Linked DNA regions of Mus musculus: regions 2, 3, 4 and 5 are each linked to region 1. The links are chromatin contacts, called in public HiChIP or PLAC-seq maps. All regions are on one chromosome and are shown on one strand. Each heading gives the region's core, a stretch centred on a gene start, on an enhancer-like site or on the middle of the called end of the contact. The rest is flanking DNA. Distances are from core to core; before and after follow the strand shown. Region 1 overlaps Mecom (MDS1 and EVI1 complex locus). Region 2 overlaps Mecom (MDS1 and EVI1 complex locus). Region 3 holds the start of Mecomos (a long non-coding RNA gene). Region 4 overlaps Mecom (MDS1 and EVI1 complex locus). Region 5 overlaps Mecom (MDS1 and EVI1 complex locus).

What was found. HiChIP or PLAC-seq counts read pairs in DNA pulled down with a chosen protein or histone mark.
Region 2: a FOXA1 HiChIP or PLAC-seq map of pancreatic cancer cells shows a contact between it and region 1. The contact joins two enhancer-like sites. A contact is called at or near these places in 1 of 115 datasets of contacts at active chromatin or transcription factors (pancreatic cancer cells) and 1 of 9 other capture datasets (embryonic tail).
Region 3: a contact with region 1 is called in a FOXA1 HiChIP or PLAC-seq map of pancreatic cancer cells. The contact joins the promoter of Mecomos here to the enhancer-like site in region 1. A contact is called at or near these places in 14 of 39 promoter capture datasets (the 3T3-L1 cell line, 3T3-L1-derived adipocytes, the HPC-7 cell line and 9 more), 1 of 484 Hi-C or Micro-C datasets (liver), 11 of 115 datasets of contacts at active chromatin or transcription factors (craniofacial prominence, embryonic basal ganglia, embryonic forebrain and 8 more) and 3 of 9 other capture datasets (adipose tissue, macrophages and pancreatic islet).
Region 4: a contact with region 1 is called in a FOXA1 HiChIP or PLAC-seq map of pancreatic cancer cells. The contact joins two enhancer-like sites. A contact is called at or near these places in 1 of 484 Hi-C or Micro-C datasets (cranial neural crest), 1 of 115 datasets of contacts at active chromatin or transcription factors (pancreatic cancer cells) and 1 of 9 other capture datasets (embryonic tail).
Region 5: a FOXA1 HiChIP or PLAC-seq map of pancreatic cancer cells shows a contact between it and region 1. The contact joins two enhancer-like sites. A contact is called at or near these places in 1 of 15 datasets of contacts at CTCF or cohesin (the NIH/3T3 cell line) and 4 of 115 datasets of contacts at active chromatin or transcription factors (craniofacial prominence, embryonic forebrain, embryonic hindbrain and 1 more).

The regions. Positions count from the first base shown.
Region 1 is chr3:30,478,992-30,484,648 of GRCm38.p6, forward strand. The region is part of intron 1 of Mecom (MDS1 and EVI1 complex locus); the gene reads right to left. Among named protein-coding and RNA genes, the nearest start is that of Mecom, 28 kb to the right of the region's middle. Within about 2 kb of position 2,895, at least 22 of the 459 cell types and tissues checked have an H3K27ac peak or open chromatin away from gene starts, as enhancers often do. A contact at or near this core is called in pancreatic cancer cells, where this site is marked.
Region 2 is chr3:29,974,157-29,979,813 of GRCm38.p6, forward strand. It overlaps Mecom (MDS1 and EVI1 complex locus), which reads right to left. Exons shown (of 16, transcript NM_001370769.2): 8 at 5,445-5,657; 9 at 3,103-3,190. Among named protein-coding and RNA genes, the nearest start is that of Gm52621, 19 kb to the right of the region's middle. Within about 2 kb of position 2,630, at least 20 of the 459 cell types and tissues checked have an H3K27ac peak or open chromatin away from gene starts, as enhancers often do. A contact at or near this core is called in pancreatic cancer cells, where this site is marked.
Region 3 is chr3:30,017,671-30,023,327 of GRCm38.p6, forward strand. Mecomos (a long non-coding RNA gene) reads left to right here and starts at 2,270. Exons shown (of 3, transcript XR_003954597.1): 1 at 2,270-2,470; 2 at 2,801-2,883; 3 at 4,879-5,508. All of the region lies in intron 2 of Mecom (MDS1 and EVI1 complex locus), which reads right to left.
Region 4 is chr3:30,103,489-30,109,145 of GRCm38.p6, forward strand. The region is part of intron 2 of Mecom (MDS1 and EVI1 complex locus); the gene reads right to left. Among named protein-coding and RNA genes, the nearest start is that of Mecomos, 86 kb to the left of the region's middle. Within about 2 kb of position 2,228, at least 82 of the 459 cell types and tissues checked have an H3K27ac peak or open chromatin away from gene starts, as enhancers often do. A contact at or near this core is called in pancreatic cancer cells, where this site is marked.
Region 5 is chr3:30,211,154-30,216,810 of GRCm38.p6, forward strand. The region is part of intron 2 of Mecom (MDS1 and EVI1 complex locus); the gene reads right to left. Among named protein-coding and RNA genes, the nearest start is that of Mecomos, 190 kb to the left of the region's middle. Within about 2 kb of position 2,553, at least 45 of the 459 cell types and tissues checked have an H3K27ac peak or open chromatin away from gene starts, as enhancers often do. A contact at or near this core is called in pancreatic cancer cells, where this site is marked.

The DNA of each region.
Region 1 (5,657 bases), core at 1,645-4,144:
ATGGGATTCAAGGAACAAAGGGGAAGTCCCGTCAACACGCTACTGTCCTGCTAGGGGTTTGCACCATCTGCTGCACACAGAAAGCACACACTTCACCCACGTATTCCCCCTGGATAGATCAACCACTGGGAAGATGGTCCCCAAACTATCCCATCATGCAAGCACAGAGACCTCCACGTGCCTTTTCAGGGAAGGCCTCATGATGTCCAGCAAACATGATGACCCATGTGCCAAGATCAGCCAACTCCAGAAGAGAGGCCAAGGGTGGTCTGAAGAGGAAGAGAATGGGGTAAAACTGAAGAAGTAGACTAAGATTCCAGAAGGGAAAAAAAAGTCAGAGAGGAAGCAAAATATGCAGAAATGGAAAAGAGAGAGGGTGGGGACGCAAAGAGAGCTGAGAGAGTGGCTGGTGTCCACGCTACAGTCCTGCGCTCATTTGGCCTACCACAGCACAGGGCCCATTAGGATGCCTGAACAGCCACAGAACAGCCTCAGCAGGAGTAAGAACATGGTGATGCCATGGACACATGGTTACAGGAAAGAAAAGCTATACTCCTAACTGAACTAACATTGGGTCTTCCGGAAAAGAAATAGGCCTACAGACACATATACATGCACACATGCACACAACACACACACACACACACACACACACATATACACCTTACAATAACACACACACAGCTTTCCAGGCAACAAGATAAATATGCTCATTAACCAGTACTAATAGGATAGGTTTTAACCTTCATTTACAGTTTCTAAGGTCATACTCATAAGGTTTTTTAGTTGGTTTGGGGGGTGTTCTGTTTTGGTTTTCTTGGGGGTTTGTTTGTTTGTTTGTTTGTTTGTTTGTTTGTTTTTCCAAGACAGAGCCTCACTATGAAGCCTGACTGACCTGGTGGGACTCAAAGTCACAGCAATCCTACTGTCTCTGCCACCAGAGTACTGCAATTACACCTAGGTGACTCAGTAAAACTTTTAGTGTTCATTTATAAATTTGCTATTTTGAGATGTATGTGAAAGCACATGTGTTCCATGGCATGCATGTGAAGGTCAGAGGACAATTTGGGAGAGTTAGTTCTCACCTTCCACCGTGTGAGGCCCAGAGATGAAGCTCAGATCAGGGGCCTCAGCAGCCAGCACCTGTACCTGCTGAGCCATCTCTCACAGGCCCACAGGAAGGACTTTTCAGGGAGTCTTAGAAACCCACAGCCCCCTTGGGCTGGTGAGATGGCTCAGTGGGTAAGAGCACCCGACTGTTCTCCGAAGGTCCGGAGTTCAAATCCCAGCAACCACATGGTGGCTCACAACCATCCGTAACGAGATCTGACTCCCTCTTCTGGAGTGTCTGAAGACAGCTACAGTGTACTTACATATAATCAATAAATAAATCTTTAAAAAAAAAAAAAAAGAAACCCACAGCCCCTGCCTTGCTTACCTTCATTTGATACCTAACTCTCCTATTGATGATTACTGAGACTGGCAAGAGTCATAGATGCAAGCAGTGGACAGGAGTGCCCCAACTCTAGCCAACCTTTGTCTGGATAGCAGTGCCACCCAAGTAGCTCCAAAATTACAAGGCCTTCGGGCAGCAGGAGGAGTTGAACAAAGGGCCAAAGGGTCTCCTTTTGTAAATGTCTGCAAAGCCAGAATTTAAACTTCTGTATCTGGAGTAATGTTCATGTGGGAGTACTCAAACCTAAAGTACTCTTAAATCACTCTCTAGATTAGACACACCCAATTCTTGGCCTGAACCGGAGTCAGGATGCACCGCCCAAGACTCGGTGTTCAAACTTGAGCTTGAAAGGCTTCAGGATCCAAAAAGTAAACACGGCTTCTTAATCACTGTTTTCTAAGTCATCGGCTTCCTCTATCTCTAGGGCTTTGTTTTGCTGTCTGGTAGTTCCAAAGTAGCAGAGGCAAATGAAATGCCAGTCCAGGGTCTGTGGTAGGACACAGCGTTCTGATGGTGCAGCACACGTGGGTGGGCACAGGCCCACTGGAGCAGGCAGCTCAGCCCCCTCAGTACTCCCAGGGCACTGTCCAGGGGACAGAAGACAAATTCAAGGCCAAGTCGCTATGCTGCCACTTAAATAGGCTGTGTCTTTGGAGATGTTTCTGGGCTTCTGGGCCCCTGCTCTCTAATCTATGACACGAGAATACAATATGTAGCTGACAGTGCTTATATGGAATTGAAATTAGCACAGACTTTATTGTTATCATTGGCATTACCATGGTTGGTCCTTAGGTTATAAACCTTGGATTACACCCCACTGAGGCAAACACACAACTTGGTGTCACACTCAAAGTTAGAGTCATCTGCCCCAGCCCACAATGTCGGTCTCATCTCCCAAGACACCAGCTGTGCACTCTATGCCTAACCCTAAGGAGATGGCTTGTCGTTTTCTTGGTAGAGCTCGTAAATCTTTGACTCAGTTATTCCAGTCTTCTCCACAGTTCCCTTTCCCTGCACATCCTTATCAAAATTAGATCCATCTTTCAATACTGTTCTATTGGCTTGAATCCTCAGTTATCTGAGTGCATAAAATTCAATGTTCCTAGCCGGGCATGGTGGCACACGCCTTTAATCCCAGCACTCGGGTGGCAGAGGCAGGCGGATTTCTGAGTTCAAGGCCAGCCTGGTCTACAAAGTGAGGACAGCCAGGGCTATACAGAGAAACCCTGTCTTGAAAAAAAAAAAAATTCAATGTTCCTATTTTATCCTAATTAAACTGCTAGAACACAGTTTGCAAACTCTTCGTAATCTATCCCATCCTCGGCTTTGTGCCCCCGATTGTCAGTGTCTTTCTTCAAACGTATCAACCGGTACACAATGTGGAATACTCTAGCTAGGCTCTGACTCACACACTCAGCACAGGGGTGGGTCACCTCGTAACTGATTTACTTCTTTATTGCCCCCTAAGTGAATGCCAGCTCCGCTGAAGCCTCTTGCTATCTCTTACTCATACAGAGCTTCTGTTCAGCTAATTACTCTTTGCTTGAATTTGCTGTCAAGCCAGACAATAATTATGCAATTAATTTCTTAAACCTAAGCGAACGAGTCTGCACTAGTGACTCCTGAATGGCCGTTTGTAGGTCACAGAGCAGAGTTCCAACTTGATAAAAAAGTCATTTATAACATGCTGTGCTATCTTTCAAACTGTCTACATCATCAGTAAAGACATCTGTGAAACCTATGCGGCATCCTTTCTGCATCAAGGCTGCCAATATAAGATGAGGCAAGAGTACATGACTACACCACCATTCACCAAAGATACCCCAGCGTGTCAGAACCCTTGAGATTTTTGGATGTGGTCATTCCATTGGCTGTCTTGTGCAGCCCTTATCATGACTTTATCCACAAGGACATAATGAAACTTCCTAAAACAATTTCTTTCTCTAAAACTTATTTATGTTGTGTGTATGGGTGCTTTGCCTACATGTTTGCATCACGTGTGTGTGGTGCCTCTGGAGGCCAGAAGCAAAGGGTTAGTTTCAAGCAACAAACTTTAGCATTTTTCTTCCATGATTCCTCGGCATGTCGATATCAAAACAGCATACCCCTAAGTTCTGCTAGAGTTTTTTTCTTTAACATCTATTTTTCTTTTCCTGTGTGTGTGTGTGTGTGTGTGTGTGTGTGTGTGTGTGTGTGTGTGTGTTGGATCCCTGGGGCTGGACTCCGAAGCATTTGTGAGCTGCCCAGCATGACTGCTGGGAGCCAAATTCAGGACCTCTAGAAAATTAGAAGTATTCTTAACTGCTGAACCATCTCACTGGCCCCATAGAAGATTTGATTTTAAGTTGTTATTCAAGGTACTAACTTGAGTTTCATTAAAACAAATTGTTCAGGGTTAGACCAGTTTCTAACAATTTTTGAAATGGTCTTAAGGCTTCTTTGTTTTGTACTCTACGCTGAGGATTAGTCTGGCTTCTGCCTCCCAGCATCAGAAAGTCAGCTCAGACGGAGGGCTTTCTGTAAAGGAAACAAGCATACCCAGCTCACTGAGATGCAAATTTGCTTTTACATCTAATACGATAAAATCATACATATACCAAGGAATTGTTTCAAAATACTTTTCATATGGTTTATCCTCAATAAGTGTTTCATGTGTATATTTTATGACCTATATACCCAGTTTTATCTAACAAAATTATTAGGCAGAGAAAAGCTGTGAGTGGGGCAGCTTAAGAAGCCTGTTCTAGCTGAATTGTTGCAGAGCAGCCCAGAGCAGGGACATCTGATCTCACTCCAAAGCCATTCACCGGCGTTGCACCAAAACTAATCACATGTGATCTTTCTATTCTAAAAGTTTAAATTTTTTTCAACATTTAGAGTTGTATTTGAACAAAGGAGCTACATTTTGAAGTTTAAAAAAAAAACAATAAACACAACTATGGACTCATAAATGATTAAACACACCATTCGGTCCATATTTTTCCATGCATGCTGTGAGGTAATGAGTATGTAATTGGGGTCAAAGGACACATAGCTTCTGCTTCAACTAGGCATGGATGCCAGAATGAGAGACTGTCCAAAGTAAACAAATGATTACAACTGTAACACAGAGGACAGTAGCTAAGCAATCAAGAGGTAGGGGAAATTCCAATCAGAGGTCTCTAGAGAAAAAAAAAAATCTGTGCCATGACAGTGGACGGGTAAGAAAACAAAGCCCTTCATAGGTTTGATCCTGAAACTCCTGCATTACAAATGTTTACACTTAACTGGGCTCGCCAGTGCTGGGCTCGTCCTTCAGGCCACTTAGAGCTGCTGCACTGCTGTGGTTTTCTCTGAAATGTTTGGATGTGTCTGTCTTCCTACCTGTCTACCCAGAATTCCCCTTCATCCTGTTCCTCAAGTCCCCCCCCTCAAGGTGAATATTGTGGTTCCATTCTACCTCTGTAGGCAGTCCCTTTGTGTGGCCCTCGGGAATGTCTTCTGATTTCTTCACCAGCAGTCCTCCTGGACATTATCTGTATGTCTGACCTCTAATCAGTACTGAGCTTTGGGTCTCACCTACACCTCCAGAAAGGGAACCCTGACAGCTTGCACATAGGCGAGCATGTAAACCTGCACTTACGAGCTTGCAATTGTATGAAGTTATTTTCAAATCATATATGGGGTTTTGATCCCAGCAGTTGGCCAGGAGAGGGTTTACATGTCTCGGCACAAATCAATGTCTGCCCTACATGGAAGCCAGGTTTCCTGGTACAGTTGGAGTGTCTAGTCATTCCCACAATATTCATTTCATCCTTCTCTCTTTGCGCTCCATGGAATTAACACATGCAGCAAAGCTGGCTGCCTGACCTCAAAGATGCCTGCTCCCTTCCGTGGGAAGGAGTAGATGCTGAATAGCAGATTCCCAAGGAACCTTTCCACACTTCACACTCCTCTTGGCCTAGTAGGGGCCGTGTGCTTCACCAAAGGAACGTGAGCAAATGTGATAGGTATCATTTCTGAGCTGTAAAAGTTAAGAGGTGCTAATGACACCCCCACCCCCAAGATCTCTTTTATGACAATTTTAGACTACTGTATTGAAGATGAAGAATTGTAAACTACTGGAATCTTGGTCCCTGAATAAATTCTTATATGGGTAAGCCAATCATTAGGGTTAGGCATGCCCATCTTAGACTATGATATGACTAAGAAGTAAATATCT
Region 2 (5,657 bases), core at 1,380-3,879, 510 kb before region 1:
TATTGACTTATTCTCTTATTATTGTCTAAAGACTGAGTTGTTTGGAGGGATTGTGTTTAAAATAATGTAAAGCTCAGCTTCTTTGTGGCATGCCATTAAGCAAACTTGGTATATGTCTTCACAGTTTTCTAAAGCAACTGAGAAAATGTGCCAATAGAAATCTGCTATCTTAGAATGTGATATCTTCTTTGTTGTGTGGTAGCATGAAAAACAGACAGTGAATGTCAGCAGCTCCTACATGTGCTTCGGTGAATTTTGAATGGGAAGAGTCTTAAAATGGTCTTACCAAAGCATTTGTTTAACTGTTAAATTGTGGAAAACCCTGATAGCAGGGGCTAACCTTTCTGTGTTTGCTTATAGCATCTACATAGTATGGTCATACCAAGGACCCGATAACCACCTTTCTAAACAGCCCAGGGTACATGGAGAAGCCATGGCTTAGAAAGTAGATCAGGACATGAGATGCTTACTACAGGGACTTTATCCTCACCACGGGAGACCTGCACATCCATTTCTAAGGATGTCCATTAGTTTCTTTCAGAAACCAGACACAGTGTCAAATATACCCTCTTGGTAAACCTTGCCATTTATAGCTACCCTGTAAAGCCATGTTTTCTCCTATTATACACAAAGAACTAAGCAATCTTCCTCAAAACCAAACACTCTGACTAATTATAAATAGTAAAAACACTGTGCCACAGGTACTCCTAATCCCAAACCCTTTGTTTTATTAGTTGAGGTTAGAATGGAATTGATAGAACACAAAAAACAAAAACAAAAACAAAAACAAACAAACAAAATGACTAACACTGGGACATGAGCAGTTTTCTGAAAGAGCAGACCTCTCTTAAGACAGTGAACTTGAAGTTAGAGCTGAGCTTCTCCTGCGTGCATCCCAGGAGTTCACCTACTAAGTATTACTTATTAAGACTGCAGGAATGGCACTTTAAACAGTGCTCCACTGTAGATTGGAAGTAGCTTGTGAATTAGGCACCCTGAATATCTATCTACCACTTCTGTCCCTCCAAAGTCCCCTGTGGCATTCCCCACTGCCCAGCACATATGATATTGGCATTATACTGACACTGAATACAGAATGGCAGGAATCCACTTCTATTTGTCGGATCTAGGACACACTAAGTACTGCAAATTAACTTTTGTTGTCCTTACTGGGTCCTAACAACCACACGCAGCAACAGGCAGTCTACACACCAAAATGTGACACTGTAGGTGGGAAGGAAATACACTCCCCCTGTATTCCCATGGCATTCCTCAGAGGGTCTACAGGAGGGGCCACTACTCTGCTGTGAGCAATGGGCACAACCCTTACCTGTCATATTCACTGTTACCTTTGAGAATACTAAAATATAACACATTCCTTCATATTCCCTTATTAAATATAAATAAATTCCACATTTATAATACAGTCCTACAGACATGTAATTATTGGTAAATGAACTTAACCACTTTATTAAGTGGCACAATGACCAAGGCTGGCCATTGGTTTTTAGAGGCCATGGGTACCTTGAAGTCAACATGTTCAGAAAATTTTCATAGATAAGAAAACTAACACCCAGATAGAAGAAACTGCTCAGACTCTAAACCCCATTCCCATTTTCTTCATTCTATCATACCCTAGAGTATTCAGCTTTTTACTGCTATTTTATTATTATATAATAAAAATAGATAAGCAACCTGGTTACTATTATTAAATGTATACAGTAATATAGATGCATGTGTGCTTTTGTTTATAATTAGAAAAGAATATACCAAGAGAGTTGTATTTTTATGCAACATCTGAAACAGGGCATTTTGTATTCTAGATTATTACACTGTGAACCCTTGCAAGTGTTATTAGGTCAGCATAAATATCAAATATTTACCGATAAACATTCACTGCTTCAGCACTTGGCTCTTTCTGTGAAGGGGTTATGTAAACAGTATTAGTCCTTAACCTTCCTTTATAAAATCCATGGTGGAATGTTCCTGGAATTTTTGATACCTAAGCATATATTTTCTCAATTTAGATTAGAGTGGGAATTTTGGAACAGAAGTAAGTTTTTATGTATAACTAAAACAGATGTTTGGATTTCTGTTCTCCCATGCTTGTTTCGGTATTAAGGAAGAAAATTGAAAAACTAAGAACACGAGAGAAAAGGTAAGATTCCTATCCTAAGACAAATTAATGCCTTTGCTACCTAAAAGGAAGAGATTTTCACCAGTTTACTTAGAGGACTATCATTTATGGCTTGGATATACTACAACAGAACAAATTTATGTACCAAATTGTCAGGTATTTTCTTTAAAACCTTCAGTGTCTTTAAAGATCAGAGTTTGCATCATTTAAACACAAAGCACAACAAAATGAAATGTGAGTTTAAAAAAGCAGATTCCAGACATTATGTTTGCACTTTCAATATGACTCTCTAGCTGTGGATTAATATGTAAACCAGTCTTCAGAAAAGAAAATTAAATGGGTGGCGACCCAGAGATGAAGCCACAAGATAGCACTGTTCAGTATACCGATTTGCAAAGAGAAACTGTATGTCTTTTGATAAATGGGCCTGGCTCCATTCAGTAAATAGCTCTGTGTATTGTGGTGAATTCTTGTGCAATTATAGACCTTCCCTGGAATGCCCAGTGGTGTCTAGATAAATTCCTTCACCCTCTATGGTAACAACTTGTCAGGTAGACTCATTTCCTGTTTTTATCTAAGCACTGAAAGGACAGGAGTGACCTTCATGAGGTTGGGACGAGTCACAGTGTGATCCATATCTTCATATCAGGAAACTTTAAACACAAAAGACGACTTCAATATTTATTTCCTTAGCTGAGTCTGACTCGCTCCAACATGCACTTTAGCTCGGTGAACAGTTAAGGCGCATAGCAATTTAACACCCAAACAATGTTATTTTTACACATATACTGATGACTTTTTCTTTTAAGAAGCTTGGGTTTTTAGTCTTGCTAAAATTTCCTGTGTTCTTGCATGGCAACGTCATAGGAAATACTAGTGTTATTAAAGTTTCTTTCAATCCACTGCACCTGCTTCTTAGGATCAACAAGTTTACAAGCTTGACATCTAAAATCCAAATTACTTACTTGCGGGTGAAACAAGAATCCTGGAGAAGGTCTCAAGTATTTTTCTTTCAAAGCTTCAAGCGGGTCAGTTAACTTTCTTTTCTCTACTCTGAAAGGTTAGAATCAGATTTGGGAGAGTCAGTCTTGAATCTCAGTAACAGGACAGCCAGTGTCACTCAAAGAAGCAAAGCCGAAGGAAGTTCTCACCGGGACACACTTAAAAGGAGACCACTCCTGGGAAAGGGGACATTGGACACTTCTAAGTCCTCAAAGGGAGAAAGTCCACTTGATAATGGAAAAATCCTACTTGATGACTAGGGTGGAAAGGGAGTTTGAAAGCTGCTGTCACTGAGTAACAGGAGTCTGTACAAGGCTGGGACTCTTCTGACTCAGACGGAGCAAAGACATGAGAAGAGTTTGAAATGGCCGGTGAAAACTGGGATGATTTAATTACTACATCCTTCTAAATATCCACTCTAGTGATCATAAATCTGCCTATTGGGTGCAAGGGAACTTCCAAGTTAGCTAGGCTCTGTTGCAGATATTCAAGATGGGCTCAGGTACATACATTTATATGCAACATATGTTTGAGATGGGTATATAAATGTTCAAATAGTCTCTATCTCTCTTTCAAGGGAAGGTAGGAAGTAAGTTTGGAAAAATAGGAATAACTTTAAACATGCCCCGCATTCTCTCTGCAGTTAGGCATCTAGAGAAGTGATGTAAGACAGATTCATTCTTACCAGCTATTGTCAATTACCTTTTAAGAAAATGTAAGCACATTTAAGCTTTAATTGAAAGCCAGACTTAGGGACCACTTAGGAAATGAAAGAAGGGGTTAGGAGATAAAGGTCAACTTTGGCTGCATGGGGAGTTTTAGGCTCATGTCAAGAACAAATTTGGAAAATGCCATTGAAACATAATAGCTGTGAACTCACGACATTTTACTCATACTGTATTTTAGATCTACTATTTTACTTACTGAAGTGAGCAATAAGAGGTCCATTTCAGAGTGAAAATTCTGGAGGCTGCAAGGCTAAGCTGTACCCTGGGCCTGGCACTAACACTAGGCTTTGGGGTTTTTCATGACACTTTGCCTCTTAAAAAAATGAAAGGTCTGGAGCCATAAAACTGAAGTCAGCAGGCATGGGCTGAGGAAGGTCAGAGGTGATGAAGATGGCATAGTGGGTATTCTATCAGTGCTGAAACATGACCACTGGTAGCACAAGAACATTTTACATTGTCTTCGTTTTCCCCCAGATATGGTCTTGTTACATAGACTCAAGCTAGCCTCAAACCTGTGATGCTCCTGCCTCAGCCTCGGGAATGTGAAGATTGGCCCATGTTATCGTGCTCTTGTACTGGGCTCTTCTGTTTCTCTTGTTGAAATGGAGACAGTCTTTAGCACACTAGCAAACTTTAGAAGAAGACACTGACAAGGACTTTCGGTTCTGGCACTGACTAAACTAGAGGCTATTTATCAGTATTACTGACTGAAAGAGTAATGCCAAGTTTCTTCATTAAGAAGCACTAGGCACACTATGAAAATGATCCGATCCTACATAAATTCAATTAAAAAGTCCACATGTTCCACAAAGTCTTGAGACTATTCAGAATTTGAATTTCAGAGTAAATTGAAAAGTCCTATTCTCTGTAAAAGGCATAATAAATATGATGGTTAAAGAAAATTAAAATTCAAAAACCAAATCGTTTTTTTTGTGGTAATTGTTACAATATATTGTGTAAAACACATTCTATGAAACGTATATGATTTACCTATAGAATGCTTACACATACTAAAGGAAACTAAGTAATGATGGGATTAAATAGATTTATTTTAAGCAACTTACTCATTAAATAGAAAGCCATTTTGTGATTACTATTTCACATACTTGGGGTTCTAAGAGATCTATTTAGAAAGAGAATGCATTTAGTACACACATCAATATATACCATTGGGTTAACAAAGAGAAGACAGGCCGTTCTAGGTCTTGTGTCATTCTAAATAAGCAACCCATTTACACGCCCACGCATATCAGTGCTAATCCTTCAGGAGCCTTGCTTTAAAGATGACTTTCTCATATTTTCCACTTCCTGACAATGTTTGAAAATAAGTGTATTGTCGAAATAAAAAAAATCCTGTGGGTCTATTCCAAAACCTCAATTTCAGAGACATCCAAAAATAAGTCCAAATTAATCTGTCAATTTCCGAATTTAAGAATATGAGTTCATTTGATTAAACCTCATAATCACAAGGAGGAGGGGTGGAGATCTGGGAGATCATAGGGGATCTGGGATGACATAGCATACAACCCGCACTTCACACATCTGTCTCATCCACTGTCTCTTCCCATCATCCTTACCTATAAATGGGGTCCATGAAGAAGGGAGTGGGTCTGGCATGCTGCAAGGAGCCATCTGAAGATGGCCTAGTATCCATGTTGCTTCCTTTCTTTTCCCCAAACACATGGTTTTTTCGAGGCTCAGTCAACTTTGTCCCACTGGCTCTACCCCTACTGCCCATACTTAGATCCAGGGGCTGGTCTTGGCTTGTGGCTGGTGTTCCTGAAGGCTTC
Region 3 (5,657 bases), core at 1,020-3,519, 460 kb before region 1:
CATTTTCCTTCCCTCCGACTCCTCCAAATTCTTACCACCTATCAGATCTTTTAAATCTTTTTGTTCCATGAAATTTGAATAAAATTCAATGCACAGGTGCAGAAACTAGATCAGAAAGCCAAGGGAGCCGATGTGACGAATGTTCCATTTGACTTTAATTATTTATGCTGCTTTATCAGGGAAGTATGTCACAAACTTGAACTTGAATTCTGGGATACTGGTAGGCAGACTTGCAGTCTGCCCAGCCAAACACCAAGCTATAGGCACAAAGGGACTGCACCCCCAGAGCATCCTGTCAGCATGGCTCTCCAGAGAGATCCTGGGTCATTTCTGAGGGACTCTCTGCCTTTCTTCCTTTGTATTTATTTATTTTTCCTTTTCTTAAGTTGACCAATACGGTGCTGCAGAAAGGAAGAAAGAAAAGAAAGGGAAAAAAGAGAAAAGAAAAGGAGAGAGAAAAAAAGAAAAGACAGACAGACAGAAAGGAAATTAAAGGTTTAAAAAAAAAAAAGGTAAATAAAAAATTTCCCCTGGTCTGGAAACAGGCTCCACTGAAGCCATGTTAATCTCCGCCTCAGTAATTTGGTTCTCCAGGAGAAGACAGAAGCCCTGCTGCTGTGCCCTGCACTTCATAAATCACATCTTTATGTGGACAAGGTCAGGGCACCTAACAGCTCAGACATGGGCCTTTGCAGTGGCTCGAGGATTCGGGCGTGTTTACTCTCCCGCTCGGCTCTCGGAGGAGTCATCCAGCACGCTTCTAATTACTTTTGATTATTTTCATTTGCCGGGGTCAGTCTGGCTTGGCAGGACTGCAGGAGGGTTGACTTCCTACACATCTTGATGTCTTTGTAGGACAGCACTGTGCACATTCGGAAGGAGCGCCACGTTATTGTCCCTACAGTGTGAAGTCCTCCATAAGTCCATGATGCAAAGTTACCCCGAAGGCGCCTACTACCTTTAATTAACCACATAGCCACAATCCCTATCTGATTGCTTTTACCGATACAGCACCCAACTTTAACACCTGAGTATTTTTTAGGATGTCTGGAAAGAATGAAATCAATTTCTCTGCTTCGATTTTTAAACATATTTAGTAATGAATAGCAACTATTCTGAAACTAAGATGAAATACTTTGCTGAAACAACAGCTCAAGTGAATAAATTATTGTTCTCAAAGATTTATTTCCCAAACTTCAACTACAGCTGCCATATTTAAAATATTTTCCTTGGCTATTTTGATCTATTTCCTGAGCCATTATGCTGAGTGGCTGAAGTATCACAACAAAAAGGCTTCTTTTAAAGTTTCAGTGAACACCGTATGATAAATAAGCAGCTTAATAAAACACAGCAAAGTGGGAGGGGAGCACAGAATAGCATTCTTTTTCTCTTATCTGACTGTCTGATGCTTTCGATGTGAACACATTCAAAAGGAAAAAAAGAGACAAGCCAATATATACTCACAAGTCTAAGAAACAAAGAGTCACAAAACGCACAACGTACACCTGTGCCAATAGGATAAAGGGCATCTTTTATACCACTGAGGGCATTTTATAACTATCTTCAGTTTCTAGAGAAAACTAACCATGGTCATTCTCAAAATGCCAAATCTTCTCTTATGTCTATGCTGGAGCAGAACTAAGGCAGTTAATGTGTTTGGAACTCACCTCAACTCTGTACGAATTGCTTTTTTCTTTTTCATTATTTTATTCATTTTAATTAATTCAGCCTTTTCAAGACAGTGTTTAGCACAGTGTGCAATAACTCCAGGGTCGAAGTCCTCCCCAGGGTTTTAGAAACTTACTCAAAAGTGCTTTCAGCCTTCTAATCTGTGGAGAGAGTGAGTTGGAAGGCATGCACGCCTCGCCTCCACTCCTCTTGTGTACCTTTGGGTAAGTCACTTAACCTTTGAGTTGATTTCCATGCAAGTTTCATAATATCAGCATAATGAGAGTGTTGGGAAAATCCATTGGGTAATGTAAGCGTGAGGTGCTCTGACTCCGTGGGAACAGGTCAAAATAAGTAAGTTGCAATGTGTCTGTATACCAGACTCAAGTAAACACCCACGTATGCACAACACGGAAGCTAGTCCCGCCTGCAAGTGTGACTGTACTTTTTTAATCCTTTGTTCTGCTCCAACGTCAGTTGCCCTAATTCTTATCTTGACTTTGGGAGAGGAGAATTTTAACAATTCGTTTGGGTTTTTTTTGTTTCTCTCTCTCCTCGCTCTCTTGCTCTCTCTCTCTTTCTCTCTCTTTCACTCTCTCTCTCTCTCTCTCTCTCTCTCTCTCTCTCTCTCTCTCTCTCTCTCGCTCTCTCGCTCTCTCGCTCTCGCTCTGCTTCCCTGGAAGATGTCTGTCCATGTCTGGCATGCACCTGAGCTTCTCCATTCCCATTTACTGTGTCCTCTGCTAATCAGGCTAATCAGCAAGAGAGCCTTATAAACAAAGGTGAACAGGGACCCAAAGAGGTAAGCTCGAACAGGAGCGCGCATGCGTGCTCGCCCACACATCACACCCGCCCCTCAGGTCAGAAAAGGCATGCCTTACTTACAATGTCCTCTGGTAAACTTCACATGCCAGAAAAACGAGAATTAGGTAGGTATAATTTACCCCTTGTTGCCTAGGGTCTAAGCTGAAACAAGTACTAAAGAGGTATTTGCTGACCAGACGCGTGCTTGGTCTTAGTGAGCCTAAACTTGGATGCCTGGGACCATCCATCTGAATGACTGTAATGATCTGGTCACAGATCTTCAGCTTCTGCACACCCTTGACTCATTTCTTTGTTTTATATTGTCCAGATCTACTGCCCAACCTTCTGCAGGACCTTGTCATTGAAATGCAGACCTATCCCAGTGTGAGGGAATCGTATGAAGCACTAAACGTAAGTCGTAGAATCTTGCATGGGACACAGCATTTGGTCAATACAAAGTGACTACTATTGTTGATAGTGCTGATGTAATTATTGTCACTCTGCCTGGAATTCACTTTACCTTGGTGACCTCAGGTTAAATCTTATCTACCTCTCCCCCACCCCCTACTTCTTCCTTTTTGCCTACTGATTGGTATCAGCTGGGTCCAAAGCCTTTCTCCTTCACTGGGCTTCTCTCCTGGATTAAAGCCAGCTCCCGTAGCAGGTTTGCCCTTAAGAAGCACCATGATTTAGAAGATGGAGCCACTCACACGGCTACCTTCAGTTGGTGTCTTTTCACAGTAAACTACACTAAACTTGTACGTCTTTGTGAGAGTAACTATGATAAAACATGAGGACACATTTGAAAGAACGCCATCCTTGGCTGGTTGATATTGGCTGGTTGATGCTGCCCCCCCCCAGCCCCCTCCCCCAACCCAGAGGAATCAGTTGATACATATTGATACATAGCTCATTGTCTGTGGACTCGGCCACAAACATGTCTTCCATTTTTGTTGTTTTAGAGTAGAATCCTGGCCATTTTGCTACTTTCTCCCCCAAATTCATTTCTGTGTCAGCCTTTTCCCTGGGCTCAGTTTAGATTTTGCTGCAACTTATTTTAAATTTTTCCTTCTCCCTTTCCCCAAGTGGCCAGGCATTGGCTTTGTTAACCTGTTCGAGTTGATTTGCTCTCTCCCTCCTCCTTCCCCATGTGAATGGTCCTAGTGGAATTCTTATCATTACAAGTTTCTATGGCATTTTTAACAGTGAAAACTCATCTTTCTGAAATAACAAGGCTGTAATAATGTACTTTACCAAAAACAAAAAAAGCAAAAAATCGATAAATAAACAAACAAACAAACAAACAAAAAAAACCCACACTTTTCAAACTAAACTAAACTAAATAAAAATTACACTAGATCCTACTTTATTGGTGGAAAAAAAAAAAACTGATCCAAAATTCAATGTCCTCTACAACTTGACGTCAAGCTCAGCTTCCAGGCCCTTTCCCTTAGTTTCCTCCTATACCGATCTATAGCAGAGAAATGAGCACACAAGTGCATGCTCTTGACCCTTTAACTGGGTTCCTATGGCTCCTTCTCTTGCCTCTGATGGCCCAGTCACTCAGTGACTAGAGCCATAGATTGAGGAGATGAAGTGTTGGCTTTGTTTGTCATGCTCACCCAACATCTTCTAAGCTGCTTGTAACCTAGTCTATGGCAAGAACCATGCTGCACAACAGCACACCCTGCCTGGAGGATTATTCACAGGAGGTCCTTCTTAATAACAGACATCCTGGGGCTAATTGACATCAATATATCTGATTCTTGAAGCATCCCAGTGAAAATTATGTCGTAAATGCTTTGTGAAAATTAAAAATATAAGCCCTTTAGGTAAAATATGTTTGATCTTACTAGGCATCATGGAAGGTATTTAAACATACACAAACCCTCTTTCTCTTTCCACTGAAACACCTAGGGTAGGGGCCAGGTCTTACAAACAACTTATTTTGTATCTGTTTCAAAAAAAAGCATAAACATTTCTATGTATACTCTTCTATTTACTGACTCTACTCTTGAACAAAAAGAGTCATAAAGAAGCCAAAAAAAAAAAAAAACAAAAACAAACAAAAATAAAAACAAAAACAAAAAACCCAAAACCTTCCATCTTTATTCTAGAAACATCCAGAAGGTCTTTCACAAAGGAATTGCCATCAATAAATTCTGGCCAATTGATCCTTTACCTGTAAACTGTTAAAACAAGTTGTAGTTGAGTATAATGCTATGAGAACTTTCTGAAAGAATGAATAAAATCTCATTTCACAATTAAGTAACTCATTCCTATCATTTTCCATTAAAAGTCTTTCTGAAATGTAACTTTTACCATGAGCATGGTTTCACATGGTGCTTCTTGTCATTTAGTTTTCCTTAATAGGATTTGGCCTTATCTAGATGTATATTTCCCTAGGATAAAGAAAAGCTTCGGGACACTCTCCATCTACAGATGCCTGAATTAAATATGAAGAATTCCTCCTACTGAGTTTTTGACATTGGAGTCATGTATTGGCCTGCTTAGAGCCATCTAGTCACTGGACTAAGTGGACATTAAATCAGACGGCATACAAAGTTACAGAAATTTTATCTGTAGATAAACCACACACCTTGAGGAACTAACACAGTTCCAGATGAATCAACTCTGCACACTGAGGAGCAGAAGTTCCCTGCAGCAACCACACAATCATCTCTACACAGAGCAGCAACTGCCACAATTAACTTATGCCGTGATAAACTTACAGTCTATTGGAAATGCTGAGCTCCGGGTAGAGGCATACACTAAAGCAAGAGGAGGTGGGTGCTGGTAGGGTGCCTGTCTTCTCAGTACATGGAAGGTAGAAGAGAACGTAAGGCTTCAGAGACTAGCCTTAGTCACGTAGCAGCATAGAGGTGACAGAGGCTATAGGGGAATTGTTCCACTATTTACACCTGTTAAACAGCTAAGACTCAGGGGTTAAATTCTTATCTATGATCTAATGAAATATTTGTGTCCATTCTATATTGATAATCCTAAAATTCCATTTTATCGTCTCTGTGACTGCAGCCAGGCATGCTAAATAAAATCTCTGCAGAGGCAGAAAAGTATAGCTTATAATCCACTATATGTATGGCATATTTTATGATACATACAGCTCAAGGCCAAACTATCACAATAGTCTTTAAACTAACAGCAAAATCCTAATGTTGTTCTAA
Region 4 (5,657 bases), core at 978-3,477, 380 kb before region 1:
CCATGGAGGGAAACTAGCAACTATTTAGGAATATATATTCATGTGTTATAAGCAAGGCTTTAATAGAAAGTTCTGAAATTTCAAGTTTTCAAACTTGAAGAGATGTTTATATTTTTGTAATAAATTGACAGAGTTATGATTTCTGGGTCATAGCCTACATTCATCTATTAATGCAATTTAAGAAATTGTATTTTTTAATAAGAGGTTGAGAAAACCAGGATGACTAGTTATAGTTTTAGATTGTCAGGAAATTAGTGACAAATAGCTATGGATCCTGCAAAAAATGCATCAGCATTTGGGGGAAACATAGGACACTCATTTAAGTCTATTTGTGTTGATATAGCAAACTCAGACTTAAAAAAAAACAAAAAACAAAAAACAAAACAACAACAACACAAAAAAAAACCCATGGTTTTCTGGCTTCATTTGTACTTTAGGTAGAAGCTTTTACAACAAGAATTCAACTACTGAAGTTCATTTCCTGCCTTTAATTCTAAACGAGCAATTTGCTGATAATTTCCTGTCTACATTTTCATAAAGTAGAAAGAACAGGACTGCTTAAGCTTAATGTTTCAGTGACCAAATAAACTTCAGCAAGCAGAGCTTAGGAAGTGGGACAGCTATCTGGAAACTCGGATCATGATTATAAAATCTCCGCATGCTATTTATCTCCCCTAAACGCTTAAAAATATTCTGAAGGAAGGCCTTAGTGATTACTTCTTTGACCCCCAAACAAGCAGAGCAGTATGGCTTGTCTCAGTGGACCCTGAGCAATTCAAGTCGAGGGGTAGGAATCCACTGAACTGTGTACCTCTTCAGGAATGAGAAATAGCCTCAAGTGCGCTCTCTCTCTCTCTCTCTCTCTCTCTCTGGCCTGGATGAGGAAACTTTTTGATTTGAACTCTTTACACCTATATACTGATGTTTATCAACCCTTTGGAGTTCACATTAAAATAGAACATCACTAGAAAGCATCCTCTGAAATCTAAATTGGGCTGTCAATTAAAGGTGAAGAATGACTTTGTATTATTGCTTTAATGTGAAGCACCTTCTTTGTCCTGTTGAGGTACAATCATCTTCCATCCGAAATCCATTATAGCATCTGCAGAAAGCTTAGGAAGTTCACACTGGCCAAGGCTCAGAAGAGGGCCTGATCATAAAATCCACAAACTGTGGGGACAACTGACTAAACGTTAACAAGTGGCAGCTTGTGGCACTGCCCACCCCCAGGTGCCCAGCAGAGGTACAAGGGAAGTCAGATACTAATTACAAAGGGAGGTTTTTACTAGGCAGATTTAAGGGCCACAGATGAGCCAAATCCCGTTTTTTATTATCTACTGTACACTTAGCTAATGCTTTCCCCTATGAGGAGGGCTTAAACAGTAAGCACAAATAGCACAATGAAATTCTAATACTCTCCCTGTGTGGACCTGGATTATTTCAGCCACCAGCAATGTGAGTAGCTGCAGGTGTTGCACTAAATAAAGTAATATAAAGTGTCTAAATTGCAACTCTGGAAGTACTGTTTCAAGCCCCTGTCTGCTTTTTATTAACAGTCGGATTCCTTACTATCAGCAGCCACAACTACCTCTACCCTGTTATTCAGCAACAATATTTTGATAGGCACAGATCTATTAAAAATCACTGTTGATATTTTGTGACCATAGTCATTTCAGAGTTGAATAAGCATTCAATCTTCTCACAGAAGGGGAGAACGTAAACTTGCGATCCAGGAAAAGAGGAAGTCAGGGGTTACGGAGGTGCAGAGGCCACGGAGAATGAAACAGACCCCCTCCATCAAGCCGAAAACTTGGCAGCCTAACTAGAAACAGACCAGCCCTAAATCTTAAGGTTCATGAGCTCTTAGTAACATAATTAACCGAAATAAAACTAATATTCCCGTGTTGAGTTTCAGCTTAACAGACATCAGCAGCTCCAAGGGACTGCACCAGGGACGCGAAGTCGGAATGAGAAAATGCTTGCCTTGTTTAGGGACCGAGTCTGAAGGTAGGAAGGAGCACTCTCTAGCAAGTCCACAAAGTTTCTGAAGCAAAGAAAAGCTGTGTAGGCAGCCAGCTGTCCGGTTTACATTCCCTTCCTACTGTGAAGCAACACTTTGGAGGGAAGGTGTGGGTCACTCATTTGAAATTTCAGACAGGGCAGTGCTGGAGATGTCCAGTGCATGTGTTCTTAAGGAAGAAAACCCGAATTCCCAGGGGGAAACGCTGAACAGGAAATGTCTGGCCACTGGTTGCATCACGAGATATCAAAAGAATTTCACTTTGGCTCCTTCACTGCATCAAGTCAGGACATTCTTGATTTTTTTTTTTAAATACTCACTAAGCTCCTACAAAATGAACTAAGAAAAAAAATAGTGATATCAAAATGTTTCTAAAAGTTTCCAGTGTCTGAAATAGAGAAATAGAGGGGAAAAAACAAAAAACAAAAAACAACCAACAATTTAGGAAGAAATGCAGAGTGTTAGTTCTGAGGGATTAAATAAACAACATTAGTATCTGTGGATAGCAGTCAGGAAATTCCATTTATCTGATGAGCTGTTGGCGACCTAAGAAGTGTTTCAGCCCCCAACCCCCACTGTGCCCACAGACTTCTTTTTGCAGGAATTTTTATGCTGTTTTGCTGCAGATAGTGTGCATTTACAAGTAAAGATGCATTTACAAGTAAAGAGGAGACTAAAAAGGATTTCTTTCCTTTTCTTTAAATTGATGTCCATTTATATACCTCAGCTCAGGAAGTCCACAAATTCAGTCTCTAACTGGGAAGAGTCTTGTCACAGGACTGCCTGGGGCCATCAGCCCTGGTTTCTTTTCTTTCTTTCTTTCTTTCTTTCTTTCTTTCTTTCTTTCTTTCTTTCTTTCTTTCTTTCTTTCTTTCTTTCTTTCTTTTTTTTTTTTTTTTAACAAGCTTCTCTTTTAACACTTAACACCAGGGATGATTTAACAGAAAGTGTCTCAAGTCTGAGCTACAGCCCCTTTAGACTCTACCCAAACAAAGGTACTAATGTGTGGTCAGTTTCTTGGCAGCCCCACTCTCTGCTGATAACGTTCCTGTTTGGTATTCTCCAAGGAGTTGGCTGCTGGAAGTTGCTCGAACCTCATCCCTTGCTGCTCCGGGTGCGGGCGATGCTCCGACTGCGCGGCGCCAACCACAACATGCTACCCACCGTGAGAGAGCAGGACGCGGGCCGCTCTAGTCAGGACTTATCGTCTATCATACTGATTGACGAAACCAAGAGTGAGCAGAAAAAATAAACATGAACAGAGGCTGCAGTGTATGAGCCCCGTCAGCTGGGAGTTTTAGTATTTGGCCTTGGCGATCCCACTCTCCTGCTAGGTTATCTTTCCCGTGTGCTATCATTTATCATAACTTGGAGGGGCCAGGGGGGAGAAAAAAAACCTTGGACTTTTCTATTGGCTACATTCATTAGACAACTTTCTTTTTAATGCCCCCGCCCCTTCGCACCAACCCCTACCCACACATAATAATAGCATCCTTTTATATATTCCCCGAAGAACGTTGATGAAATCGAAATATGGTTCATCTCCTTTATTCCTGCTCCACATAGATCACGGCAAGTAATTAACCTTTGCTGGCCCATCAAATCTAGAATGCAAACCTGCATGTCAGTCTACTTCAGTCGGGCGCAATAATAAACCTGTACCTCTCTCTAACAAGGAAACTCAGTAAACATCCTGGATGTTGGTCACTGACTTGGGTAGCTAGTATCTTCTTTCTTAAGTAATGGCACTTGACTTTTTCAGACACAAACCATGTTTTGTATTGGTCTTGACAGCCACTATAAAGTACCCCCCAAGTGTGAGTAACAAAGATGATTTGTATGTGGCCCGCAGTCCTCCAGGATTCTAATAGCTTTCTCATTCCAGCCCAGAAAGACGGAACACAGGGTAGCTGGTTAAAGCTGATACAAGCGTTTCTTCTCTCAGCAGGCTATTCTTGCATAACCATTTATTTTGCAGAGTTTTAAAGTGCCTGAAGGATTTAATTATGTACATAGACAACCCTTATAAACTCTATTCTAGGGTTTTTATTGACTTTTGGGCTGGGCAGCTCTTAGGCATTTCAATTAAGTGTTTTTATAAGAAAAACTACAATATTGTAAAAAAAATTCTTTATAGATATTCCCAAGCAGGTTTGGTCTCCCATCTGATTGAATAAACCATTTAATTGACAAAAAAAAAAAAAAAAAAAAAAAAGTTACAGGTTAATTTGAGGTTTAGGTTTTGTTTGGTTTGGTTTTGGTTTTGGTTTTAGTGTTTTGTTTTGTTTTGTTGGTTTAGTTTTTTGAAAATAGAGGGTCAAATTCCACACAGGTATGGGAAAATGGACTGGCCAATACCAGTAGAATGACATGACAAGGTTACTTTGAAAAATACTCAAAACACCCAAGGTTACCTGTTTGTTACTAGGAGTGTAAACTCAGGACAGCAAAAAACCCCAACTGGGCGATTTTTGCATGTTCCACTCAACAAGTGCAGAATAATATATTGCCAAATTCATTTGGAGCACCAGCCTGACAGAGCGACCCCTCCAAAGTCTGCAGGAGACCCCAAAGCCGCCTTTGTCTGCTGTCTTCAATTGCAGGGGCTCAAGTATTTACAAGAGTTCTGCAAACCTGCCTTCATTATGATGTGGGATATTTCAGTCCCAGCAGGTGGCCAACAGGAGACCAGACCTGCCCGTGAAATATGTAATACTTTTTCATATACTTTAACCAGAACTGTGCCCTCCGCAAGTCTCCCAACTGTTAATTTCCCTTTCTCCACTTAATCTCCTCAGCAAGTCATGAGCTTGCATTAAAATCTACCTAAAACATTTCACCCACAGGCAATGTAATTCTGAAACAAGCAACCAACATTTCACAGCTCTGGATAATAGATTAATTTGAACCTAATGTTGCTGTCGTTCACTGCCCCAAATGTTCTGGTGTAGACATAGCCTTGGGGCATGGTGCTGTGGCATGCACCACTGTGGGAGCCGGAGCTACAGTTGGCTTAACATCTGTGCATCACATTGGCCATGAGCCTCATTAGCCCGCACCCCACTGTGCCTACCTGTCCCCTCAGCTTCTCAGCCACAGGCGATCAAAAATTCTCCCTGCCAACTAAGAATCTTTGTTCTCCTTCTCAGTTACTAAATTTTTGTAAGACCTCTGCACCCAAGCCCTGGGGATTCAGGCCATGTGAACAGCCCAGACCCTTTAACTTCTTAGTTCTCCATTAGGAAAAGGGAAATTAAAGCATTGACTTTCGGACATGCCATTGCAGAAGCTGGGCCATTTGTAGAACTACCAGCTCTCTGCAGCTGAACGGGGGTGCCACATAAAGCCGGGCACGGTTGGCTTTGACTTGAGCAAGTGTGGTTTGCCTCAGTTAACTATAAGTGATGAGAGATTCTCCCTGCACCAGACTGAAGAAAGACAGAGGAGGATGTGAGTTCAGTCATGGCAAAGCAGAATTGTTACTTTAAAAGTAAAAATAAATATCTTAAACTGTGTGTGGAGCCAACATTTTGGTGTATGCTACTCCAAACAGTATGCCTAGACGGCATATAGATAAACAGACAGACATAATAACTCTCCTACAAAAAAAAAAATAATGTAAAAGTGAGTCCTAAGA
Region 5 (5,657 bases), core at 1,303-3,802, 270 kb before region 1:
TATGATGCTCACCATAGCCCAAAGTTGGCAGGGTTCAAATATAGAAGAGGTCAGACATATGTAAGAATCGTGTGGGGTTAAGTAAAATGCCCATCTGGTGATTGGAAACTAGGTATTATAACCAAAGATATGTGAGCAAGGAAAGAAACATGCGAGATACTCAACTATCTGAGAAAAAAAAAAAAACCCTAGTGCCATAAGTAGGAGGAATGTTATTCACTGAAGTACTACTTTTTACCTATGACTGGCAGAAAGGATCATTTATTTATGCATCATGCTATGCTTAAGAAGAAAAAAAAAACCCATATTTGCTGCTCTGTAGACAATTGATTAGTATTGGCAAGGTAAATGAGCAAACAGTGAAATAATTAGAAATGTAACCTAGTTACTCACTGAGCATTGTTTGCAGTAGTGAGAAAGTATAATAATAAAAACAACCCCAATGCTCAACCATGCAGGAATAGCTAAAGAATGATACATCTATTCATTAGGCTGCTGTGCAATCAACAAAAAGGAAGAAGTCCTTTACACACTGCAGTTGGATGACCACAAGAACATTTATTAAGTGGTCAAAAAAGCAAGCTCAAAAAATGTGTGCTCACTATATACTGTTAGCATAAAGAAGAGAAAAGCAGATTTGTGTAAATTAATAAAAACACATGTACCTAGAAAGATACATAATAAAAATACTGATTGTGTGTGCCTCTGAGCCAGACAGATTAAATAATTGGGATATGTGTGTTTATATAATTAGATAAATATTTAAATGAACAAATTAAACAGAGTAAAATAATCTTTGACATATTATTGCAAAACTAAAGCAGGTTTATGAAAACATAGGTAGACATTTGCAAGAAACAGACTTCTGTCTATAAGCCTATAATGTGTTTATGTGTGTATACAATTTCACATAAACCTTTTGGAATTACATGCAAAGAAGCCACAGAACAACATGGCCTCTCTACAAAGACAAAGGAGACCTGCTTATGTGGTATTTTAATTTTACCATCGCCCTGTGTTGCTTACATAGTCCGATTAGCGACAATCAAAAAGGAAACACAAGGAAGAGGTAGAAACAAGCAAAAAGAGTCCATCAAGGAACTCATCAGCCTTCTAAATGAACGGAAATGTCCCACAGAGAATTCTGCGACAGCCATAGTCCATTCTTCTATTTTGGAAAGTCAAATGAATGTAGGTATGTTCACTTTAGAAAACCAAAGTTTCAATTAGAGATCTTGGGTGGGTGGCAGGCCCCTGAGAACAGAAGAGCACCAGCCAAGAGTGGGCAACTGTCTAGTGCAACACATAAATACTCCAGATGCACTGACCGACTGTCAAGAGCTAAACATGCAGCAGATAATTCACAAAACCACCCACTGGTGCGGATTACCATGCTGGGACAACATCTGATTCCAAGAGGCTAGACCTTTATTGGGGTGATGTAGAAGCGTCTGGAAATGGAGCTTGTCTCTACTTTCCACTCGGCATCCTTGTGGCAAGACACTCAGCTCGAAGATGTCACTTCTTGTCTCTAAAACAAGTCCTCCACCTGCCATTCCCCAAGCTCCTTAACAGTGGGGGGGGGGGTGCGATTATGGTGTGTGTGTATGTGTGTGTATGTGTGTGTGTGTGTATAAGGACCAGAGGCGAGGGCCCTAAGGAAATTTAATATGTTTTATCCACTGCAGTCAAAAGAGCCTCTTTCTGTGTGTGGAGGGTGAAAAACAGTCTTACTGCCCCATAGTCACACCTCATAACATAATCCTGTAACACCTACTGACCCAGGATCTCCAAGAAAGGAATGGTGTTAATTCTAGTGCACTTACGGGGAGCTGGGGGAGTATGCAGCCCAGAGCTGCCAGGCCTCAGTCCTCCCCATAGCTTTAACCCTCATGTTCCCTGCTCTGCTTGACATCGTTAAAACAGGCTACACATTTGCTTGGGCATAAAGCAGTCCTGTTAAAGATGAATGGCACTAAAAGTACAATTGCTAGTTTCGTGTAATTCATAGAACAAGGAAATATCTTAGATAAAAACACCCTTGAAGATATGGATGTGAAAATGAGTGCCTTGGGTGATTCAAAGGTGAATAGAGTCATCCCCTGTGCCCTCTGTCATCAGACCCTGTTCCTGCCACCATGTGGGCTTTCCCCTTTAAAATATTTGAGTCAGATAATTTAAATATAACAAACATCTCCGAATGAATGCAAAACCATCAGTGGTCGTTTCCTGTTCGGATGACCCTCCCCCGCCCCAAGTCATGTCGGGTGCTTTTATTTTTCAAACATTGAGCCATTTTACTGCCTGCTCAGAGAAGGCCACTGTTAACCACTTCACTAGAAACTGAATTGCATGGGGGTTGGGGGGATTTGTTTTGTTTGACATCCATATAAAGTTGTGTTTCCCTTTCACCCGCTCCCCTTCATGAATGTGTTTTTCTTCCTCACTTTTTAGACACATTTGGTAACAATCAGGCTTTTATTTAAAGGAGCCATAAGATAAGGTATCTGCTAGCGTCACACTTGGAGTAATTGATCACATTTGTTTCTTGTTCGTAGGTTAGACCCCTCACTCTTGCTCCCTCTTTTTCCTTTCTTTTACCTTGGCATGTTTCTCATTATCCTCTGCCTTGTTAGCCTCCTAGGATTTTCTACTGTGGGGAGTGGAAACAGGACAGGACAATACGATTACACACCCCATCTTGTTGGGGACAGCATCCCCTCTCTGGCTCTGGCACTTCTGGCTAGCTCATGCTGTGTGGAGGGCCCTCCCATGGACACAGGTATGCAGTCTGCAGCTGAGGGAGACTCAGGGACACTCACTGGCTGCTCTGTGGGTTTCATTTCACAGCCAGGGCTGTACTGCTTCTCTCTGAGACTGCTTCCGCAGGATGGCAGCGTTGTTATCCTATGACTCAACTTGTCCCGGCTCATTTCATCTGGGAATGTTAGCCCAGGATCAATACTGTCAGCAAAAGATCCTGCAAAAGATGACTCCTATCTTTTCCCATTTCTCCTTTCCACATACATCCTAATCAGTAGCATTTTATTGACACTGTCAGGCGGGGCTAATTTCTGACACTGTCTAAAGTCTAAAACTGCAGGGGTAGAACACTCAGATTTTTCTCTTTGGGATCCATGGGCCAATGAACATGAGACCCGGTCATTTTCCTGTTGGGGTTTCAATCACAACAATCAAGCTAAAACCACTAGTTACTCATGTCGAATGAAACAAAAGGCCCTCTATTTTCCATAGGTCTGAGGGGAGTACCAAGGTAAATTATCTAAAGTTAATTCCTCTATGTTCAATATCAATGTCCATTTATAAAAACTCGGTGGGCTCTAAAAACAATCATGATGCCATGTAGGAAAGTTCAGTGAACAGTGCTTCTCCTACGTGGCCATCCTGACCTCAGGACCATCTTAATTTCTGATTCTCTTTGTATACTCTGGCTGTTTAGTTGCTCAAAATTAACAAAAGCAGCATTGGACTCCAGATAATCTAAAATTCCGGAAGAAATCTTGAATCTAAGTGCCGTCTGCTCATCAAGGGCAGCCATGGGCAGGCTGTTGACCTGGCCTGACCTTCAGAGTCCTCTCTACTCTCGAGATGAGTGGGTGAGGCCTTGTGGCCCTCCCCCATGGCAGTTTTTATTGCTTCCAGGAGCATATTAACTAGCTTAACTCATCCCACTACAGATAGTGGAGTTCTCTAGATGCTATACGGCTCTGTTAAATGCTGCAGTCAGTAGCCACACTGTTACAGCACATTAAAGTATGTTGTTAATATACACACCTGATTTCAAGGGTTTTATTGACAACTGGATAAAGATTTGAATTGATAATTCTTATTCTTTAACTTCACATTACTTGATTATTTGGTGTATATGTGAAGGATGAAGAGCATCCACACATACTAGGATATGTGTGTGGAAGTCAGATGACCACTTACAGGAATCATCCCATCAGGTGGGACATGGAGATGGAACTTAGGTCAGCAAGCATCCTTACCTGCTGAGCCATCTCCCTTCCTGAATAAGAGGTCTATCTTGTTTTGTAGTTATAAATGATAATGTTTGGGATACATTCATAAAATAAAAAGATGCTATTATGATTAATCATGCCTCTTTTCTTTTACATTTAAATGCAGGCTCTGAAATAATTACATTGTTTATGTAGTTAATGATTGTGTGTGTGTGTGTGTGTGTGTGTGTGTGTGTGTGTGTATGTGTGTTGTGTGTGTGCAAAGCAGTAAGAAGGCTCTGAGTTGGACTATAGTGATTGGATTAGAATGAAAAGAATCTGAAATATTCAATTGGTTATGACTTTGTAATAAGGAAGAAGAACTCTGCATAAAAGTATACCCAAGTTAAGTCAAGTTCCAATTGCCAAATGCTTACAAAGAACATTAAATGGTTAAAGTGAATTGTTTATGGCTACAGGTCTGCTGATAGCGAACACATAATCCTACTCCAAATGGTTAAAGTATTAAGTTTATCACCAAACTGCTCTGATTCACATTTCTCAATACCTGAATAACATGCTTGTTATTTCATCTATAGCAATAAAATAAAAAAAAAAGTTGCTGGAAAAATTTTTATATAAATTATCGTTTATTGCTTAATTTAGCAGTATCAATGTTATATCACACTTCTGATGAATTGAAGAGAAAAATCCACATTTTTACGCATCTTGTCAGTACTTGGATAAATTAAATTATTAAGAAAACCTAAAGTTTCCTGAACATCAGAAAGTACTACACATCTGGGTGTTAAATACCTTAGTAAATAATTAGGTATATGCAAAAAATTATAAATCTATGCTATAGTTCATTCATAAAATTGTGTGTCCTTTTTGAAGGGATATGTGTGTGTGTGTGTGTGTGTGTGTGTGAATGAAATGACTACTTCCTGTGTTATCCATGAAAACTAACCTCTAAAAGAAGTATTACTGATTTCACATTGCATTAGACAAAGGTATAACAAACTACAGCCCAGAGCAGCAACGACTTATAAAATGGGTAGGGATCATTTTTTCTCTCTGGTAATATTAAAATATCATCCAATACAAGAATGCATAGTGATGTTTGCCCCTCCTCTTTTCAGAGTATTTCCATCTCAGACAATCCCTAGAACCTGACACCTTGCAAGCTCCTGCAGGTAACAGGCTGTTGCAGATCTGCTCTTCTTTGCCTTAATAAGGCCAGTGACCTTTCAGGCTCAGCTCTTCTTCATTTCCTTTCCTATCATTAGTCTGAAATGGCATAAACTACCTCTCAATTTTCCTCATCCCCTCAAGGCCCCACCTCTTTAGTCCAAATTCACCTAATTAGGAACCTAATTTCCTTTTTTCCCCAGATGGGCAGACTGATAATGGGGAGAAGCTATTCATCTCTGCATCACAGAAAATCGTGTCAATGCCCTCTAGTTTGGCAATGACAAGCATGTGTTCCAAAAGTTGGCTGTTCTTCTCTTCTGGAGGCCAAGTTTCTTTATGAAGTAGGTTTTTCTAACCTTAGAACTTAATCAATTTGGTCGTTATTTGCTAGCTAAAAGCACAGCAAGGCAAAGAATTCAAATCTGAAACATCTCTACATCTCCTTTGTCATTCATTTTGCATAGTTGGTTACTGAAATTTAAAACAGTTAGAACTCTCACA